Linked DNA regions of Mus musculus: regions 1, 2 and 3 are each linked to region 4. The links are chromatin contacts, called in public HiChIP or PLAC-seq and promoter capture Hi-C maps. All regions are on one chromosome and are shown on one strand. Each heading gives the region's core, a stretch centred on a gene start, on an enhancer-like site or on the middle of the called end of the contact. The rest is flanking DNA. Distances are from core to core; before and after follow the strand shown.

Region 1 (3,145 bases), core at 186-2,685, 1.1 Mb after region 4:
CTCTGGGTTTTTTCTGGCTCTGACTCAGGCCCCGGTATCGGTTTGAAGACTGCATTTTCCAGAGGTTTAAACTTGAATTCCGTCTTCCGAAAGCCAGAACCTGCTACTTCTCCGGTTTCTGGCCCAAAAGTAGCGCCACTTGGGAAAACCCCAACACTAGAGGTTGACTTAAAGCTGAATGCCGTATTGCCGGGCACAGAGGAACTCGAAGTAGCTGCGAAAGAAGGTGTGGATTCGAGACTAGAGAAGAGTCCCACACTTGAGGTTTGGGTGAGTCCAAATGCTGGCAAGGAGGAAGAATGGCTTCCTCCAGAGGGTGTTGCAAAGCTTGGTACTTGTGAAAACGCCAGGCTCTTGCTGGGTGTGCTGTTCTGTCCAAAAAGGGAAGGCTGGCCAAATCGAAATGGTGATTTAGTCTGATATGTTCCCGTGGTGCTGGAAGATACCGCAAAAGCACTGGGCTGCTGCCCTCCGAAGGGGTTCACCGGGTGCATCTTCAAGCCAATTATCTGAAGGCAATAAATATGGACTATACACAAGTAGCTCTCCTCTTTAAATTATCTGTTGCCAGGGGAAGCTCTCCTTCATCCTCAGGATGACCTGGAAAAAAAAAAAAAGGTTAGGACATCACAGCATATTTTGCTCCAACTCTTAAATCACAGAAATTCTAAGACAATTATTTAAAAGGCAAGGGCACAACGGGCCGCCGACCACTCACAGATCAACAGGTTTTGGACACAGGGTATTAGAAATGGATTATGGTGTAAGGGAGGTTTAAAGATTTTTTTTTCTTTTTCTTTTCATTAAAGACAAGGTCTCGTAAAACGGGCTTGGTGGCGCATGCCTTTAATCCCAGCACTCGGGAGGCAGAGGCAGGCAGATTTCTGAGTTCAAGGCCAGCCTGGTCTACAAAGTGAGTTCCAGGCCAGCCAGGGCTATACAGAGAAACCCTGTCTCGAAAAACCAAAAAAAAAAAAAAAAAAAAAAGACAAGGTCTCGCTTAGCCCAGGCTTGCCTCAAGCTTACTACAATCAAGCACAACCTTAAGTTCCTTTCTTCTGCCTCGGTCTCCCTTCTGCTGGGACCACAGGTGTGCTCCAGCAGGCTTAGGTGAAGCCTGATCCGTTATGATTAAAATAAAAATGCAAAGCATTTTATTCAATTGATACCTTCTCGGGGAAAAAACAAGCAAACAAACAAACAAACAAAACCTCAGTAATAAGACGGGAACACATCACTTATCAGATTCTTGCGATCTCCAAGGCAAAATAAATAAATAAATAAATAAAAACACAAAAACCGTAATTTAAAATGTTACTGCTTTGGGTTCCTACCATCTCATTTTTCTCCCGGTAACTCGAACTTGCGATGCCCTGGTCTAGAAATAATAGCTTTTTATCCCCGATGCTTAACACTCCGGAAGCCGGCCGCTAGGTTAACAGACGCCTTCGAGCGAAGACTAGTGAAGGCCTTCAGCAACTCGGCAAAGACACAAGGGACAGCGGAGGCCGCGGAGGGAGGAGCAAGTCCGCCAGATACGGCCACTGTCGCCAGCGCTTGTGCTCGCCCACAGTCTGCGTGCAGCCTCTACCGGGCCCACCGCACCGCAACAAACCGGCCACTGGAGCGGGCTCTTGGGTGTGCGCTACGGACATCAAATTTGTAGGACCAACTTCCGGTCCTCCGCATCCGGCTTCCGCTCTCTGGGGTGTGCTGCTGCTGATCTTCCGGCAGGCGGCCCGCCAGACCCCCGACCTTCTTCACGGTCGGATTCGGTAAGTGCACGGCGATCCCGCATTGTGCGGCGTGGAAGCCCCTCGTTCGTGCGTGGATCCTCCAGCCTGAGTGCCCGAGAGACGCTGGACCCACAGCGACCCCATTTGCTCACCCACACTCATCCTCACCTGGTCCTGCACCATTGCAACCGCCCCAAACCACTTGCCTTATTCTGCACGTTGTGCCCAGTCTACCCTGTTTATTAGTTTCCTAGGGTAAATAAAGGTGATTTCCCTTAGCATTGCCACCAGATAAATCCCATCAAATAAAGTTTTATTGTGAGCGCGTGTGTGTTTTTACATAACTTATCACTCTCTAGTAGTTACGGGTCTTTTCTCGAACTTTAACCACAGGTTCCTTCCAACCATTTTTTTTTTTTTTTAAAGGGCTGGGTGTTCTTCCCGAAATGAGTTTGGTGATTAAAAATCTGCAGCGGGTGGTCCCCATCAGAAGAGTGCCACTTCGCAGGAAGATGGATTTAGTCAGGAGTATCTTAGGAGTGAAGAAATTTGACCTGGGGATCATCTGTGTTGACAACAAGACTATTCAGAACATTAATAGGATCTACAGGAATAAAAATGTCCCAACTGACGTGCTTTCTTTCTCATTTCATGAGGTAAATATGTATACCTCATATTTAAAATAAATATATATGTATGTATATATGTTCTTCTCGTACAGCTTACCTTCCTTCCAGAATAGTTCCTGTTAATTACATTACAGATCTGGTTATCTTTGATTTTGAAGTTTTCTGGAAATGCACTGAAGTCTAGCCTGGTGTGACTGTGCATGCCTTTAATCCCATCTATCCAAGAGGCAGAGGCAGTCGAATCTTTGTGAGTTCAAAGCCACCTTTGGTCTGCCTGGTTAGTTTAAGGCCAGACAAAAGCCACATAAGAAGCCCCTTTCTCAGCCGGGTGGCAGTGGTGGCACACACCTTTAGTCCTAATGCTTGGGAGGCAGAGAAAAGCAGATCTCTGAATTCAAGTCCACCCTGGTGTTACAGAGTGATTAACAGGACAGCCAGGGCTACAAAGAGAAACTCGGTCCAAAAAAAAATCCTCTCTATCTCAAAAACAAGCAAATAAAAAACAGAAATGAAGCAATATGACATAGACCCATTAAGTATGTCTAGCCCTAAACATCACAATTCCTCTATGCAGGGACCACTCTCACTAACTCAGTGCCCTCAGGAAATTCAAATAAGAGTGTCTGCAGTTTTAAGTGTACCTCAGTAGTAAATGCTTGGACAGAAAAGTAAAAACTGGTAAGCATTATCAACAGATTCCCTTGCGATAGATAGCTACAAGGAACCACATTGTCTAAATAGCTTCCCCCATTGTTAGCAGAAGAAATGGGAATACTCCTT
Region 2 (3,009 bases), core at 310-2,809, 1.2 Mb after region 4:
TAGGCAGAAAAGATACTGTGTATAGCCAGATTTATTTTAAGTACAACCCTGATGTTGTTCCTTTTGAATACTTGTCGTCTGGTCAGCCATCTTGCCCACCTGGCGGATTATACTTTTCCTGGTCAGAGCACACAGGCTTTAGTGGTGGCCCTAGACTTGGCTGTGCTGCTGCTGAGCTATCCTTTAGCCATCTCTTGTGTGCCAAGGCTGTTTGCTTTGTTGCAGGAGTGGAGCCTAATGGCTGGTTAATCTTTCACCTCCTAGTATCCTAAATTTCTCTTGTCTCTTAACAGGCCTGGCTAGCACACTACTTACTTACCTTTGGGATATTTTGGAGTCAGTGCTCCTTTAGCTAACTTGTACTTTGTGTGACTGCATGGTTCCTGAGGAACTCTACTAGTAAGGCCTTTATCCTATGTCACGATGTTATTTTATTCCTGCGGTTCTATCGTGTCATCTGAAGTCAGGGGTGGTGATACTTCTCTTCCTCTTTGTTCAAGACTGAGATTGTAACTGGGAGTTCCATTGGCTTCACATTGGCTGTGTAGATGGCTGTGTAGGATGGCCAGTTTCACAATTGAGTGAAAGGATGAAGTAAAGGGGGGGGACATGGCCATCCCTACAGCATGGAAGAGAGTTTTAGTGCAGGTGTAAGGGAGAAAGCAGGCTGAGGGAAGAGTCCAGGCTGAGCGTGGCCAGCAGATGGGGAGGGAGAGGGAGAGGGAGAGAGAGGAGCTGCTGACCAACAGAACAGGGGAGCCCAAATGGCTGAGTTATATATGGATCAGGTGCAATGGGGGGGGGGGGGTGTAGAAGTCCAGCCCCTGGGAGGGCTGGGAGGGAGAGATTTAGGGTGGGGATAGAGTGAGGAGTCCTGGGAGGAGGCACGGGTACCAAATGAGACTTATCCTGGGCTTGATTGAGACCTAGGAACAATATTAATTCTTAAACTCCACGAATATGGAAGAGCCTCCTCCCATCCTCTCGTGTGTTAGATCTCAAGTCTGTCACTGTCAGAGACAGATGTTTAATAACTTTAACTCCTTTGAGCTGACCCAGTGGTCTTTTATTCTTCCTTTTCTTTTTCTTTCTTTTCTTCCTTTTTTTGTTTTTTTTTTTTTGTTTGTTTTGTTTTTCGAGACAGGGTTTCTCTGTGTAGCCCTGGCTGTCCTGGAGCTCACTCTGTAGACCAGGCTGGCCTTGAACTCAGAAATCCTTCTGTCTCTGCCTCCCAAGTACTGAGATTAAAGGCATGCGCCACCACTACCCAGCTCTTTTATTCTTTCTTAATGAGTGTCTCAGGCATGCAGCCAGCTGGGATGGAGGAGTGTTTTACACCCAACAGACGGGCAGATATTATTGCTTAATTTGTCCACAACCATACTGAATTTATTTCTGCTTTGCTCTGTCACTCAGAGTTGTGGATAATTCTGTTTCTCCTTTCAGTTGTGTCTGGATTCCTTTGTTCTCAGATTTTGTTAGTAGACCAAGGTAAAGAAAAGTCTGTACTCATGGCATTGTGCCTGATGACTCAGACCCGTGGTCTGCTGGGTGTGCAGGACCAGGACGTGCCTGGGAGCTGGTGAGAACCTCACTCCAGAGCCCCGCTTGTAAGGTTCCTTGTTTAGAGTGCCCATTGGACTTTTTGTTTCTCCTGAAGGTTACATCTCTTTGATGGTGATAAAGCCTGCTGAGCTTTTGTGGGCTTTAGTCACAGTTGTGGGTAGTACCTGGTCTAGAGGGTTAGCTAGCACAGAGGTGAGAATGCTATCTTTGTTTTTTTTGTTTTTTTCCTCGAGTCAGGGTTTCTCTGTATAGCCCTGGCTGTCCTGGAACTCACTCTGTAGACCAGGCTGGCCTCGAACTCAGAAATCCTCCTGCCTCTGCCTCCCGAGTGCTGGGATTAAAGGCGTGTGCCACCACGCCCGGCTGAGAATGCTATCTTTGATGGGTAGATTAAAGAGGGGCAGCAGATGAACTGGTGGAATCCCTCCTTCATGTTCACGGTGTTCCTGTCAGTGACTGACACCTCACCCAGATCATATGGTCTTTTCCTTTTTCTGATTGGCCGCCTTAGCCTCTGACTCTCCTCCTGGGGGCCCCTCTGTGTGCCCCCAACTGTTTCTTGTTTGTTCTTGTTAAAATGTTCCTGTTGTACATCGATATCTCAGTAAATAAGAGTGAGTGTTCCCCTGATCTGACGACTGGAGCAGAACTGAAGTTGTGCCCAGCATGACAGGGGACAACACAGTTGCCATGTGGCTGATGGCTAGTAACACCTCCCTGGATTCCAGCCCTCGGATGACATTTTCCCAGTTCCTACCCTCATCTGAGGCAGGCCACCCCACAGTAGTCCTCAGCCAGCTGTGGTAGAGATGACGTGTTTGAGTATGGCCCTTTTCTTTCAGATTGCGTTACTGTCCTCTGAGTCATCTTTCTCAGGATGTTCCTATTTAAGAACACCTCCTTAGAAGGCTGGGAGATGGGTTGGTTAGTGACGTGCTTGCTATGCAAGCATGAAGTTCTGCACTCATCTGCAGACAGACGTGAGCTAGGGCCTGGTGGCACATCCCTGTAACCCCACCAATCACGAGGCAGAGCCAGGTAGTTTTGAGGCCAGCTGGATATCAAGTTCCAGGAGAGCACGAGCTGCCCAGTGAGACTATGCAGGTTGTAGTGGCACATGGACCTGTAATCCATCCCTGGGCCAGGAAACAGACTAGCGGGTCTCTGAGGTTAACTAGCCAACTAGCCTAGCCTATTGTGTAAACCCAAGGGCCCTGTTAGTGACCCCATCCTTTAAAAATCCTGAGGAATAACACACCCAAAGTTTACCTCTGACCTTCACCTGCAGGTACATACCTATACCCCTCCCCCATGGAAAAAGAAAGGCTCTATAGAGTTGTCAGCTGTGGTTTTTTTTTTTTTTTTCTTTAACAGAGGCAAAGCAAGTCTTCATTGAAGCAAGATGGGACAGATTTGCAGAGTTCTCTACGGCACTCAGACCCA
Region 3 (3,090 bases), core at 344-2,843, 1.0 Mb after region 4:
ATCCGCTCCACATCCAGAACATTGTGCCTGGCTCCTCTTAACCTTGACAAACCTGTTATCTACTCCTTACTGCGACCTCTGAAAGCTGCTCCCAGAGAACAGACAGAGGTCATGGCCTTTTGCCAGGCTCCGTGTGTCCACTAACCTTTGGCTCTACCCACTCCCCACCCCACCCCCACCCCACCCCCGCCACTGTGTTTGCTTTAGAGGCAGTTGACACATTTGCTTCCCAGCTCTTTGTCCTCTTCTGGCTCCCCCAGGCCTTAGTCTAGTCAAGACCTTGGGATGAGGAGCCCCTGTAGATGATCATAGAACCACTGGATCCAAAAAGAGAGGTAGCCACTCTAGAGGGCAGCTGATCTCCATAGCCTATGTCCTAAGGCTGTCTCCCTGCCTTCCCCCCAACCTGTTCCTGGGAATAGATACCAAGGCCACGCTTGACTTACACCGCATGGCCATGCATGCCCTGGGCCTGCCCCTCAACCAGAACGCCTTGTCACCAGCTCAGCCTGGAAGCTGAACCACAAGAGCCCGGGCTCAGCCTGAGCTGCCTCACCCTTGTGCTTGCTCATGTCGATGAGCTGTGAGGCCGTACGCGCAGCATGGAGGGCCCCCTCTACGACACACTCTGGCTGCCCCACGAAAGTGTAGACAGTGCGGTTGGTGGAGGGTCCGGCATCGACGTCCAACAGCACACAGCCTGGGGTCTGGGAGATGGCTCGAGAGATGGCATCAATCACCTGGAGAGAGAGGCCCGACACCGTGCCTCAGTCCCCACTTGGAAAGGCTGTAAACCCACACCCGCGTGTGATCTCAAGCAGGTAGTTTGGCCAGTTCCCCCAAAGAGCTGACCTTCATTCAGTCCAAGAACCCACATGGCACAACAAGGAAGGCCCCCCATGGGAGTGGCCATGATCACCCCAGGTTGAGGTTGGCCCAAAAAAATAAATAATGGGCCTTTTGCCAACACCCAGATACTCAGAGAAGGTGGACGGAGTCACATCCTTCTGGTGGGGACAGCCAGGGTAGGGACAGTCTGCTAATATGAGAGGTCAAAACTGGGGCCCAGAGCCCAAACCCTATCATGAGGACTGCTCTGTGCCTCAGTTTTTCCATCATGTAAGGGGGTTGATAATAGTGCCTGCCTCTCAAGGCTTCAGGGGTGAGGAAGGAGTTAATATATATGTGGGGGGTGACCTTTCCTGTGACCTCTGCCCTCTGCATCTCTCTATTCAGGGTACTTCGTTTTCAGGTAGGAACACTGCAGTCAAAGGATTCACTAGGCCCCTACCAGGAGCACTCCAAAATCCCCAGGCCCCCTGCCATTCCTCCAGAGTGTTCCAGAGCTGACAGAAATGGTTCCTGAGAGGGATCCAACAGGGCTGTGGCCCTGCCTGTTCTGGGAAGGCAATCTTCTCCCACACCAAACTCACTCCCTTCCTGGGACCAGAGCACCCACACAGCCCTGGAAGGAACCTCACCTCCTGGTTGTTCCCCTCTGAGAAGTTGGGGACACATTCCACCAACTGAGACATGGCCAGCACCTGAGTCCAGAGGTTCCTCTCAAGAGGCTGTAGAGGGACACAGAGTGACAACTCTCTGATGGCCCTGGGGCCTTTATACCTCCCCACAGTTAGTTTCTTATTAACCAGGGACAGTGCGATGGGAGCTGAAGAATGCAGGGGTGCTCTCTGGGATGAGCTTGACAAAAAGCACATGAACAGCGTCAGAGGGGCACAGGCCGAGGACCCCAGGAGGCCTAGAGGGACAAAGTTCAGGCTAGGGCATCAAGCCAACTTGAGCTCAAGGCCCAGCTTGGGCCAGGGTTGCCTCTTGACCATCCAGGTGACCCTGTATTGCCCTCAGAGTGTGGCCTTTCTGGAAGAGGCCCCATGGGACTTCTGGCTTAGTAACTCTTCATGTCGGGCCTGGTCCTCAGGGAGGTGGGGGAGGAGAAGCCATGTGTGAAGCCCAGCATAAAGCCTGGTCCTCCCCAGAAGTCGGCTTAGCTCAGAGAGGCAGGAGAGAGCATGGGGTGGGAGCAAGAATGTGTTTGACCATGGGGATTTATGTATGAGTGTTTGTGTGTACAGTTCATGGGTTAGATGTACATATGGGTGAACTGAGTAGGTGAGTGTGTGTATGTGTACGTGAGTGTATACAAGGGCATATGGGAATATGTAGGGGTTGGTGTGAATACACATGAGGGTGCTAATGTGTATATATGTGGGCCTGAGGTTTTCCACGGAGATCTCTGGCCAGGCCTGGTGCGAGGTTTCCTGCGAAGGGAAGCGAATGCAGGCAGGGAGGGGAAGTCACTTGCCCGCTTCTGCTGCACTGTCGGTCAATCAGCTCCACCTCCGTCTCTGCCATGCTGTAATTCCATGCCGCCCTGCACTAAGTCGGGTCGGGCTGGGCAGACAAGAAGCTGACTAGCCAGTGAGGAGTGTGGCAGGGCCTCAGGTGGCTCTTCAGGAGAACAGATCTCTCGCCAAGTGTTACAGCTCTTAGGACAAAGGCTCGGGTGGCGGAGTAGTTCTCGCACATCTTTATTCCCTGGAACGGACTTATATACAGTTTTGGGGATGATTTGGGGTTTTGACAGCAGGTACTTCTCATTGGCTTGGACTGAGAGTTTGGGGAAACCTTATTTGCATGTGGGAGGGCTTGGTGCAGCTACTACTTGATGGATGCCCATACCTCTCTGCAGGGGGCTGTGGGAGGCTGTAGCTACATGACAGGAGCCAGGTGCCCAGGAGGCATGGCCGAACTCCTGCCATCCCATGCAGGTGGAAATCTCCGCCCTCTGGGGCTCCGGGGTTCCAGACCTATGCTCAACTGGGGACCAGGTTATCTGTGCATAGCCCACCACCCCACACATATATAAGTAGATGTTAGACTATATGCACTGTGGGGCTGATGGCATGTGTATGGATGCTGGCATTTGCAAGTGGATGGATGTTAATGTGTGCATCAACCATAATGTAGGAAAGATGGATGCTGATGTGGACAAACCTATGATGTGTATGCGTCCTTGCTGTTCTGTTGTTATGATAAAAAGCTCTTACCAAAAGCAACCTGGGGAAGGAA
Region 4 (3,394 bases), core at 794-3,293:
CCCCACGGTTCCACAGAGCATGCTCCATGGAAGCACCCTGCTTCCCAGGGGTGTCCTCAGCAACATTTTTATTCCCGGAGAGAGAGGTAGACTAGTGTCAGGAAGCTCGGGTGCAGGGTGCAGAAAGCAACCTGCCCTGCACTGGGTCCTAACAGCTTTAGGTAGGAGCATGGCTCCTTCTAGTCTGAGAAATGGTTCGGCAGGAGAGAGGCTCCATCAAGAACCTGAAGGCACACCTTGAGGCATCATCCCTTCCCCTTCCCCTGCCCACTCACTCCCAGGACACCAGTGACACAGCAGCACTGTCCACAGAGCTTGCCCCCTTCTCCAAAGGGTGGCATCCAATATGAGAAAAAGTAAAGTCCGCTAGTGAGAAGCATGAATCACTCCAGGTCCCAAGATGCTGACTTCTAACCCGGTTCCCGAAAGGATGTGTGTGTTCAAAAACAGAGACAGAGGTGAAAGGCCTCAGGCTTGCTTCCCTCCAACGGAAGGATGCCTGGCTGGGCTCTGGCCTGGAGTTCTCTAATTAGCAAGTAAATACAGAAGAAGGAGGGCTTACTCAGCACACTGACTGCCAACACCTGACACCCGGGAGCTCCTGGGTATAGGTGGAGGCCAGCATGAGCTACACAGGGAAACATTCAGGAGACAGAAACAGGAAGATCTCTTTTGAGTTTGAAGTCAGCCTGGTCTTAAACTCCAGGACAGCTTGGACCACAAAGGAACCTTGTCTAAAAAAAAAGGGGGGGGGGCCGCTGTGGGGGTGTGGAGAGAGTAAGTAACTCACTGGTAGAGCATCTGCCTAGTGGACAACAGCCCCTGGGCTGCGTCACCAAAATATAACATATAACCCTCTGTCTCCACTAACCCGAGGCAGAAGGCATGGCCACTCCAGTACACACCAGGCATTCACTTCCTGCCTAACCGCACCAAAAGGTTACAACTCTTGTTGTAGTTACCAGCTACAAAATATAATAAAGTAAGTTGTCTACTCTTGGCACAGGGCGAACAGGTGCTCATTCAATATCCGGGATGGTGCAGGCAGGACCCAAGGCTGAGCTGAAATTAAAGGTAAGGACCTCGCAGGCAAGATATTTCTGGGCTCGGCTGCTGAGCATGGTACCATGGCATTAGTCCAGATGCTTGCCCTGCTCCTGGGGTCTCTCACCTGAGCCAACACAGTGGTCATCTCCAGGCCAGTCAAGAGCACAGAATGCCAGGCTCCAACGTTTATCTCCCGTTGGATAAAACTGCCCCCAGCAGGGCAGGTGAGTGTGGGAAAACTGTTCAATTTGAAATGGGCAACCCTGGCCTTCCCACGCACCAACTGCCGAGACCACGGCGATGGAGTGGAAGGGCATGCGGCCGGGCGAACATTGGAAGCCCGGAGCGGCCAGCCTTGCTCTTACTCCGGTGCAGCTCTCACGAGCGCCCGCTGAGCCTCACGCGCAGCACCACGCGTGCAACTGTGCGCACGGCACGCGAAAGGATGGCCGCGTCAGGGAGTGAGGCCCTTGCGAACCAAGAACCAGCACCCAAGTTCCGGGTTCTCGAGCCGTGGGCGGGGCTACACCCGGGGCGGGGCTACCCCGGAGGCGGAGCCTTGGTGTGGCGGGAGGCACAGCCGGGGGTGGGGCTAGCGCGCTGCCCGGGGCGGAGTGCAATGCTGGTGGGGGAGGGGCGCGGGTCGGTGGGGGAGGGGCGCTGAGGCTCGGGCGCGGCCCCGCGGGCCCTTTTTGCGCGCGGCCCGGCCTGCGTTCCGCGGAATCTGCTGCGGCTTGCGTACCGGGCTTACCTTGGGCTTCTCTTCCGACATGGTTGCGCAGCGACGGCGGCGGCAAGCGCAGCGGGAACCGGTGGCACTGGAGCGGGCGAGTCACGCTCTCTGCCCCGCCGCTCTCCCGCCGCAACTGTCGCGGGGCCGCGCTTTATCCCTAAATCCCGGCGCGCTGGTTGGTCGCGCGGAGTCACGTGGTCGGGCGCGTGCACGAGGCGCGCGCCCCGCGCCGCGGGTGCGCGCTGGCCAGCCGCGATTCAGGACGGTTGCGAATGCGTCACGGGGCGGGTCAGGCGCCCGGGTGCGCGCAGAGCCCCGGGGACGCGCGACTCAAGGTCCTAGGCCCAGAGACCCCGGATGTGGGTGCAAGACTGCGCGTCCACGCAGGGAGGCACGGGAGGAGTGGGGGCGCTGTGTGCTAGGTCAGGACCCAGAGGAACGTTTTGGCCCAACCAGTAGCCTCTTCACCACCCACATTTGGGGACTTTTTCTTATATGCAGGCTGCATTTGGGTAAGAGAGGGCAAAGAAACTCAGGCTAACCCTTTCAGGTGGTCCGGAAGACGAATAAGGAGGTTACCAGGCATGGTTTATGGACCACACACTCCTGGAACAGGCCTCTGGCCTTTAATTTGAATGTCACAGGAGGGCTCATGTCTAGAAAAGGCATCCTTTGAGGACACAGAGGATGGCTTCTGTTGGCCCAGAAAGCCAGCACATGCTCCCATTTCATCTTTTTTCATTTGATTTCCTGGATGGGGTGGACCAGCCTCCACAAGGGCCATTCCCAAGATGGCTCTCCAGAAGGACAAGCTCTTCCCCTTCATTCTCACTATCTAGCTGCCTTTCTCCCTCCTTACGTAGTCCCAAAGTAACCACTAGGTGGCTTGGGTGGGTGAGAGTGACAGGCACAGAAAGCTTCCCTTCTGACCTACCATTTGCTGTTTCTGGAATGCTATTGTGGACACTAATAACCCATTTTACACAGCACACCAAGATGCCTAGAAGTTTAATAACATGCCCAAGGAGTCAACTAGATAAGCAAAACAAGGGAAGCTTGAGCTGGAAGATCCATCGGGAGCCCTGGCTAAGGGGTCAAGAGTGTCCTTTCCTTGTATCTTGGCGTGAGTTTTTAGAATGCAGCCCACAGGCCCTCTGTGTCTGTCTGCTAACACCTGCAAATCAGGCCAGTCAGGGCTGACACAGTCACCCACAGTCGTCTCAGGAAGGTGTTGATTGGCCGTGTTCCAGGACCACACAGCAGCCTCCAGAGAAGTGGCGCTCTGTTTGACAGAAGTATGTTTCTGTTCCAAGGAAGGGCCAGCAGACAAGTATCCCCACTTCCTGGTAATACTGCAAAGCTACTAAGCCAAGTGTCTGTGAAGCCAACCTTTTTTAGCCTTTCCCCTGTACACATGACCTTTCTTCGAGAAGTTTGTCAAGGTCTTCCACAAGGACGCATTTGGAACTCATCCCACACCCAGACCAGACCAAGGTATGGATTTTCCTCAAATACAGATCATGGTCATCCTTAGCTGAACATATCTCTGGAATGTCCAGCTCAGACTGTGTAACTGGGAGACAGGACTCCAGAAACCAGGCTGACTGAAGCAGT

Evidence for each region. Promoter capture Hi-C pulls out the DNA fragments that hold promoters and counts their contacts. HiChIP or PLAC-seq counts read pairs in DNA pulled down with a chosen protein or histone mark.
Region 1: a promoter capture Hi-C map of pre-B cells shows a contact between it and region 4. The contact joins the promoter of Ybey here to the promoter of Sumo3 in region 4. A contact is called at or near these places in 3 of 39 promoter capture datasets (the C10 cell line, liver and pre-B cells), 1 of 484 Hi-C or Micro-C datasets (B cells) and 1 of 9 other capture datasets (liver).
Region 2: a contact with region 4 is called in a FOXA1 HiChIP or PLAC-seq map of pancreatic cancer cells. The contact joins the enhancer-like site here to the promoter of Sumo3 in region 4. A contact is called at or near these places in 8 of 39 promoter capture datasets (the C10 cell line, the HPC-7 cell line, cranial neural crest and 4 more), 2 of 484 Hi-C or Micro-C datasets (both in embryonic stem cells), 1 of 115 datasets of contacts at active chromatin or transcription factors (pancreatic cancer cells) and 2 of 9 other capture datasets (adipose tissue and embryonic stem cells).
Region 3: a promoter capture Hi-C map of liver shows a contact between it and region 4, with 2.1 times the contacts expected there. The contact joins the promoter of Ftcd here to the promoter of Sumo3 in region 4.

Annotation. Positions count from the first base shown.
Region 1 is chr10:76,467,404-76,470,548 of GRCm38.p6, reverse strand. Ybey (ybeY metallopeptidase) reads left to right here and starts at 1,435. Exons shown (of 5, transcript NM_172550.4): 1 at 1,435-1,775; 2 at 2,163-2,392. The coding sequence starts at 2,183. Mcm3ap (minichromosome maintenance complex component 3 associated protein) reads right to left here and starts at 1,647. Exons shown (of 29, transcript NM_019434.3): 1 at 1,335-1,647; 2 at 1-600. The coding sequence starts at 494.
Region 2 is chr10:76,357,086-76,360,094 of GRCm38.p6, reverse strand. Pcnt (pericentrin (kendrin)) reads left to right here. Exons shown (of 42, transcript NM_008787.3): 37 at 2,941-3,009. Among named protein-coding and RNA genes, the nearest start is that of Gm40699, 13 kb to the right of the region's middle. Within about 2 kb of position 1,559, at least 47 of the 459 cell types and tissues checked have an H3K27ac peak or open chromatin away from gene starts, as enhancers often do. A contact at or near this core is called in pancreatic cancer cells, where this site is marked.
Region 3 is chr10:76,574,151-76,577,240 of GRCm38.p6, reverse strand. Ftcd (formiminotransferase cyclodeaminase) reads right to left here and starts at 1,593. Exons shown (of 14, transcript NM_080845.2): 1 at 1,482-1,593; 2 at 557-740. The coding sequence starts at 1,535.
Region 4 is chr10:77,604,746-77,608,139 of GRCm38.p6, reverse strand. Sumo3 (small ubiquitin-like modifier 3) reads right to left here and starts at 2,043. Exons shown (of 4, transcript NM_019929.4): 1 at 1,799-2,043. The coding sequence starts at 1,819.